Linked DNA regions of Mus musculus: region 1 is linked to region 2. The links are chromatin contacts, called in public Hi-C maps. All regions are on one chromosome and are shown on one strand. The core of a region is the stretch at or near the end of the contact, and the rest is flanking DNA. Distances in the headings are between cores, read along the strand shown.

Region 1 (3,811 bases), core at 449-2,948, 50 kb after region 2:
CCTGTTTATATAACCCTGTGCTTAGCTTGCCATAGTAGAGACAACTGTCACAAAGGGCTCCTTGGCTGACACAGCATCATCCATCATCCTGGGGAACAGTTAGGAGCAGCCTGTTTAACTGCCTCTGTCCCCTTACCCTGTCTTCTGTCCCCTTTACCCTGTCTTCTAATGCTTTTCTTTAATGCCTGCTGGAGCTCATGGCTGTTTAATCTTTTCCCAGCTTTACTAAGAACTCACAGACCATTCAATCCACCATTTTTAAGTATGTAATTCAGTGGAATTTTTAGTACACTCATGGACTCGTACAAACATCGCCACTATGTGATTTCTGAATATTTTAATCATACTGCAAAGGAACCTCATCTCCCTCTACATGAAACTACTAACCTACCTGTTTCTGTGTATTCGCTAATTTGGAATGATTTGTGTAAAGGATATTCCGTGTGTTTTGGAAGAGATTTTCCTTTAAAATGCCATTTCCCTCTAATCTGGGACAGTGACTATCCTGAAAGCTACCGAAGTAGATGATTATGAGAATAGATTCTCTTGTTTTTTTATTTTCTTGATGGATGGCACAGTTACAAAATGTGTGCATGATTTTGCAAGAATATAAAGAAAACTAACATGACCTGAAACAAAACATTAAAGTTCATTGTGTGGTTTGGGGCTGGAAAAGTCATGTGTTCGGAGTTGATCAAAGTTAGCATTCCACTACAAATTTTTACCATAAATACAGACTTTAAGCAACAGTGATGTCAACAACTGGACTTAAAATTGAACACTATGAACAGAAGAACTTTAAAATATCTGCCTATTACCCATGATGTAACAATTTTATCCTTTCAAAGTTATATGATACATTATGGAGAGCCTTGGGGAACACGGCTGCTTTTCTTGCCCTAGATTCATCATCCAGGAATGATTTCCTTGTGCCATGTGGAATGCAGAGTTGCACTGAATTGAACGTCAAATACTTCATTTAGTTAGGTTTCATAAATTTCAAAATGAGGACATTTCAGGCTACGGGCCAAGAGTTCCAAACTCCCGTCCCTCCTGGGGCTTGTCAGACCATCGCTTTCTTGACTCTGTCAGACCACCTTGCTTTCTCTATGGTGCTCTGCCAGGCACTTAGAAACAGGTGCGGTTCAGTCTCAGGGTAGTCTGGCCAATTTCCCCACGCCACAAACAGGACGGAGTAGTTATTGGCCAGATGAGTCTTAGGGAAGGGCACAACTGACTTCCACACGGCCATTCCGGGCGTGTACACACACATACAGAGGCTCTTTGTCATCAGCAGAGGCCTGTGCAGGTCATTCCATGCTTGGCAGAGGGACACTGAAGTTGCAGCTGTTGGGTGGGAGCAAAAGTTTGGTCCATGATATCTCCATGCTGTGCCAACTCAGGGCAGGGCCCGGAGAGCAGTGTGGCCTCACCCTGTACTTGACACTCACCCCCCCCCCCACACACACACACACACCGGGGCAAAAAGACACTGTTTTGGAAGACTATAGAGTCTGTGGCGTCTTTTTGTTTGTTTGTTTGTTTGTTTGGGTTTTTTATCAGAAGCTCAAGGGTTCAGCAAAAGTTGCCTGTGTTTTCTTCCTTAGAAACCATTATTTGTGCATGCGATGGGAACACCCACAGCAACCACATACTGGAGATGCCCTGTGTACAGGAAGAAGTGGTCATCACAGAAAGCCAATGTCAGTGGGCTTAGCAGAAGAGGCCCCTTTCCCTCTGGTTGAGACTGTACATGAGGTTCACAGGAGGGTACTGGGCAAATCTTGTCCAGCCTCACTCTTCCATATAAGGAACAGGAGGAAGTAAGTGGAGAGGCCCCAGTCAGAGCAGAAGGTGACTGGAGACCAAAGTAGGAAGGGATTAGGAAGGAACCTGCTGACAGGCAAGGCTCACAGGTCTCCAGCTGTACTGGCTGCCCAAGTGCCTGTACTATGAAGGTCTGCGGACAGTGGCTATGCCTGTCAAACAGTCTGTGTGGAGACAGACTGGGAATAGATACATGTAAAGCTATGGTGGCTCTGCTGAAGTCTCTTTCAGACATGACTTTCCTACTGAGTAGGCTTCCGAAGTCACCCAGAAGCTGAACTCCCTAACAGGAAATGACGTATTTCCCAAAGCCCAGGGCTCTGTTTTCACTCTGAGCACTATGGGGCTGGAGGTGGTTGAGGAAAGAGTGCTTCATAGAACTGTGTCCTGACCTGTGCCTGCCTCATGGCCTTGGAGCAGACAAAGCCCCCCAGCTGATCATCTGCAGAGCTGCAGTTTGGATGTCCTCAGAGAAGCCCTGTTAGGGGAACGTGAAGACCTCACCACTCTCTTGCTCCTTCGAGTGATGCCTTCATGGTACCCTCGGGTGCTTTATGTGGGACCGTGCCTACACAGGTGTTCTAAGTGCTACAGGGAAAAGCTTTCCAAAATTGCACTTCCTGCTATCCTGGGTCTGATATTTCAGACAATTGCCACATAGGAGCTAAAGGAAGTCAGCCTCACCCAGTCCTACACAGGAAAGATCAGCCAAGATTTATATATATATTTAAAAGTAATTAGTGTATTTACTTTATATCCCAATGACAGCCTCCCCTCCCTCCTCTCCTCCTGCTCTCTCCCTCCCCAACCCTCCTTCCCTTTCTCCTCAGAAAAGAATAGGCCTCCCGTGGATATTAATCCTCTTTGGCATATCAAGTTGAAGCAGGACTAGGAGCATCTTCTCCTGTTGGGGCTAGACAAGGCTGCCCAGTTTAGGGAAAGGGATCCAAAAGCAGGCAATAACGTCAGAGACAGCCCCTGCTCCTGCCGTAAGAGGCCCCACATAAAAGCCAAGCTGCTCATGTGTTATACATGTGCAGAGGGCCTAGGTCCATCCTACACATGCTCCCTGGTTGGTGGTTCAGTCTCTGTGAGCTTCTATGGGCCCAGGTTAGTTGATTCTGTGGGATTTCTTATGGTGTCCTTGACCTCCCTGGCTCCTACACTCCTTCCTTCTCCTTTTCCAAAAGCTTCACCAAGCTCAGCTCCACCTAATGTTTGGCTGTGGGTCTCTGCATCTGTTTCCATCTGTTGCTGGGAGAAGCTTCTCTGATGACAGTTATGTTAGGCTCCTGTCCCCACACATCTTGTAGGCAGGACAAATTGTGGGTCAAAGGTTTTGTGGCTGAGTTGGTGTCCCCATCCCTCCACTGGAATTCTTGCCTGGTTATAAGAGCTAGCCATTTCTGGTTCCATACTTCTCATTGCTAGGAGTCTTAGTCATAGACTCTTGCGAGTTTCTATTGTCCTAGCTTTCTAGCTTATCCCAGAGACGACCCCCTCCAACCTGATTCCAGTTCTCTCTCCCTCTGTCCTCCCCATGCCTGATCTCTCCTGCACCTCTCCCTACTCCTTCTCCCATCCAGATTCCTCCCTTCCTCTACCCCAGATGTCTATTTTATTCCCTCTTAATGAGATTCAAACATCCTCCCTTGGGCCCTCCTTGTTGTTGCTTCGGTCTATGGATTGTAGCATGACTATCCTGTTTTCTATGGCTAATATCCACTAATCAGTACATACCATGTTTGTCTTTCTGGGTCTGAGTTACCCCACTCATAATGATCCTTTCTCGTTCCATCCATTTGCTTGCCAATTTCATGGCATCCTGGTGTTAATAGCTGAGTAGTACTCCATTGTGTAAATGAATGCCATTTTCTTTATCCATTCTTCATTTGACAGTCATCTGAGTTGTTTTTAGTTTCTGGCTATTACGAGTAAAGCTGCTATGAACATAGTTGAGCAAGTGTCCGTATGGTATGATGGA
Region 2 (3,889 bases), core at 516-3,015:
AGCATAGGCTCCTTCAACAATACATACGGCTGCATAAGACTCTATACAACATTTCTCATTGAAAAAATAAAATCCTTGCCTTTTAAAAACTATGTGGAAATCATATGTATTTCCCTCAAGATGTGCTCTTGGATATATTATTCTCTTAAATATAGTATTACACGTCTCAAAATTTTACATCAGACTGGATTTACCATGTGCACGGCATATGGCAAACAGCAGAGGGTGTGGGTCTCCAAGTCTGTGTTGGAAGGCTGCACAGAATGAATGATGTATGAACTGCTTGATTTCATCGTAACTCCCAAACTATTGTGAATTCTAACTCCCGGTAGTTGCTGCTACCCTCTGGGTGAAGTCTGAATGTTCCAAGTGAGGGCCTGAGTCTTTTCCACATATAACCTTCGTGCCCTCTGTGGTGGGGCCTCAGCAGGTTGGAGACGTGCATCACCCCAGTGGATGACAGTCAGCATCCTTTCCCAGAAACATCCACTCCCCAGCTTTGGATTCTGAACAACCAGACTACACAGTGGAAGTAAATAATGTCTGCATCCCTAAAGTACAACCAAAAAGCAAGGACATTACTCTCTAAAGTCAAGGCAGGGAGCCTAAGAAGGGAAACTGTATATCTTGGGACCTGCAAAGTATACTTTAGGCAGAGATATCTCTCAGGCATGGTACTCAATACCTTCTAGCTCGGTGAATACAGACATTTGGTGAAATCTACTTCTTTCAAGATTCTAACAAGCATTAATTAAACGGAACCTCTACCAACTGTTGGACAATTTGGAATCCAAACAGAGGCTGCCTCTCTGTTCCTTAGCTACATGGCTCAGCATGCTAACTCCTAATTCCAGCAACCCTTCAGTCTGGAAAAAAAGAGTAGACTTACTTCATCTGGACAGGGAACAATAGGAATTGTTTTCTCAGGTTCAGTGCCAATCAGATAGATACCTGCCACAAAGTCTTTTCCCACTGATCATTCAACTAATTGGTTCCGTCTGCCTGATGAAGAAATCCTACTGAAAGATTTTTCCGGCTGCTTATAACCAGGCCTATTGAACTAAACCTCGCCTTGAAAGAGGAGCCAGTGTGAATCAGGGTCCAAGACTAAGACTGTAAATTCTCTGGAAGCAGAAACTGCTTATGATGTCAGTGCTCCAGGGCATGTACCACACGCGGCAGGCATTCAGAAACTTCATGAATATTCATTAGTAATGAAACTTCATTAATAAACAGATGGATGGGAGAATAACTTCTTAAGCTTCTCATTCTACAGGGCAAAGGACTATTTGTGGACCAAACCAATACACACATGCACAGACATTATAGCAAAACAAAAACACATGCCATTTTGCCAAAGACAATTGTGTGCCGTTCACCTTAACTTCCAATCTCCAGCTTTAAGGCCTCCAGTGTAGACCCCTCCAGGGTCAAGGAGTCACACCTGAGGTCAGTGGTGAAAGGGCAAGAGGAGGCACCTCACAGCACACTTCAGACTCCGGGCTGGAGCTGTGTAAAATACCCGGGAACTTGAGGTAAGTGCAAGTCTGCAGAGACTTGGTGCTTTTCCCCAGCCCCGGTGCGGGCACTCACCAAGAAGCCTACAAGGTAGAGCCAGAGCAGGAAGCGGCGGGAGCTCACAGCACTAGACGGTGCTGTGGCTGTCACCGGGGTCTCCGAGGCTAGATCCTGCCTCGAAGCCCCGTGCCCCGGGACCCCCAGCGCCATTCCCAGGAGGGCTGGGGGTGCGGACAGCTTAGCCGACTGCAGACCACGCCCCCGCCGTGGCCACGCCCAGGATTGACCACGCCCATGGCGGAAGCGATCTGCGTGCGCCTGCGCAGATGGAAGGTCGCGCCGCTGGGTGGGTGTGACTACTGTTGTGGTGGTACCTACCGCGGGCGTCTTAATTCAAGATCGCAAGTTCTGTGACAAGTGACTGGTGCCATCTTTCCTCGCTCCCTGGTGGTGTAAGGCACGAAGGAATTGTGTCTTTTTGCTAGTACCAGGTTTTCTTCAGTGATAGCCGTTCTGGCTTTAAGGATCACAGACCCAGGGCCCTACTTCCTACTTGGCTCTACAGACCTGGAACGAGTTAAGGTGGCTGTGGAAGCTTTCGTATGCATTTGAAAAACAATGGGTAGTAATTTAGAGAGACTTCTAGATATCCAAGAAGTCTGTAAGCATTAGTCAGCACTTCGTAGCTCTACAAGGAAAACAGGCCAGAAATAGGCTGAGAGTTGGGCTTCAGGGAGTAACAGGAGCACACCATGAAAAGCATGAAGAATTGTAAATAATAAACGTACAATAGAGAGATACACAAAAGTTAGAGGACACGTGACATAAGGAAGTGTGAGCCTTGGTGTGCTTGTGGGATCTGCTTAAATCCAACGGAACTCAAACTTCAGGGCGATGCAGATGACAAAAACTTACTATAACCAAGACACTATTAATCAATCAGGGCCACAGAAAAGACAGGAGAGCTGAACTATGATCTCAAAGAGATACTGTATAGCATAGTTAAAGCAGGAAACCATAAAGAGAGGGGGAGCTGGGTGGGCTGTAACATTGTCAATCATATTTAAAGATAAGGGGTTGAGCAAGGGCGTTTCCATCAATCAGGATAGGAGTAGGTTCCTGGACATGGGAACATGAATTTTGTTTGACCCTGCCAGCCAAGATGGAAAAGTTAGTTGTCCCTGAGATATCTGGACTCAGACAACTGTTTCCTTACAGCAGAAGCTGTTCAGCTATAGCGAACTCCCCAGCTCCCTAGGGCCTGGGACCTTGACTTGACTTTCTCCTCGTGATTAAATGGAAAACGAAATGGTAGAATTTAGAATACATTCCTTTTGCTTGTTCCCAATGTGCTGACCAAAGAAGTAGAGTCTGTAGTGCCTTAGGCTTCAAGATGGGTGTGACCAAAACATCCAAACACAAAGATGTAGAATAAACAGGGTTTCAGTCATCTATAGCCTAGAGGTTTCATTCTGAGAGCAGTGGACAGAAACAAAGTAGATGTGTGATATTTAATAGTTAGTGAACTATTAACCATTGTCAGTAGCCCCACTTCAGTTGTGTGAGCCCATGTGCATGCAAGCACAAGCTCCTGTGTGTGTGTGTGTGTGTGTGTGTGTGTGTGTGTGTGTGTGTGTGTATCAGGTAAAATGCCTTGGCCTACAGAAATCTTTGGCTGTGGCTGCTTCCTTATGGGATCTGGAACAGAAGAAAACCAACACCTACTAACAGCATTTCTTAAGTTTTGTCACAGAAGAGACTAGAATTAATAGTTCAAAGTCTGACTTGATTCCCTGAAATTGAAGAGTCCCCTCTGCAGTCCCTCAATTTACTCAAACCATAGGCAGAGCATTTTGAATGAATAGCTCATTCAGAGTCTTGAGGCACTTATATGTCTCCAGACCATAAACCTTCACAGCTTCCTTAGGCAACCACAGCCCTTCAGTAGTGTGGCTGTCCACAGCTCTATGGTAGTGTGGCTTTCCACAGCTCTATGGTAGTGTGGCTGTCCACAGCTCTATGGTAGTGTGGCTGTCCACAGCTCTATGGTAGTGTGGCTGTCCACAGCTCTATGGTAGTGTGGCTGTCCACAGCCCTATGGTAGTGTGGCTGTCCAGTTAGTGCTCTATCATCACAGCAAAGTGCCAGAGAGAATTATAAAGGGAACTGACTTTCTTAGGCTCACACTTTGGAGCTTTCTAGTGTTGTGGGCAGGGTGGGTTTAGAGGACTCTTGGTAGAGTGTCCATATTCTTTTGTCCCAGGACAAAGGATTGCACAACAACACATAAATATAAATGAAATTGGAGAAAAATTATTGAGAAATGAAAAACAGTTCCAGGTATAGGAATGACCTAGTGATAGGGGAAAGG

The links. Hi-C and Micro-C count contacts between places; a contact is called where the count stands out from the background.
Region 1: a contact with region 2 is called in a Hi-C map of the NIH/3T3 cell line, with 4 times the contacts expected there. The contact joins the enhancer-like site here to the promoter of Mfsd9 in region 2. A contact is called at or near these places in 1 of 39 promoter capture datasets (3T3-L1-derived adipocytes), 1 of 15 datasets of contacts at CTCF or cohesin (the NIH/3T3 cell line), 40 of 484 Hi-C or Micro-C datasets (the AML12 cell line, LSK cells, the NIH/3T3 cell line and 24 more), 5 of 115 datasets of contacts at active chromatin or transcription factors (bone marrow-derived macrophages, embryonic fibroblasts, epiblast stem cells and 2 more) and 1 of 9 other capture datasets (adipose tissue).

Annotation. Positions count from the first base shown.
Region 1 is chr1:40,839,438-40,843,248 of GRCm38.p6, forward strand. All of the region lies in intron 4 of Tmem182 (transmembrane protein 182), which reads left to right. Among named protein-coding and RNA genes, the nearest start is that of Tmem182, 36 kb to the left of the region's middle. Within about 2 kb of position 1,699, at least 65 of the 459 cell types and tissues checked have an H3K27ac peak or open chromatin away from gene starts, as enhancers often do. A contact at or near this core is called in the NIH/3T3 cell line, adipose tissue, cardiac endothelial cells and 6 more, where this site is marked.
Region 2 is chr1:40,788,892-40,792,780 of GRCm38.p6, forward strand. It overlaps Mfsd9 (major facilitator superfamily domain containing 9), which reads right to left and starts at 1,766. Exons shown (of 6, transcript NM_172499.2): 1 at 1,594-1,766. The coding sequence starts at 1,728.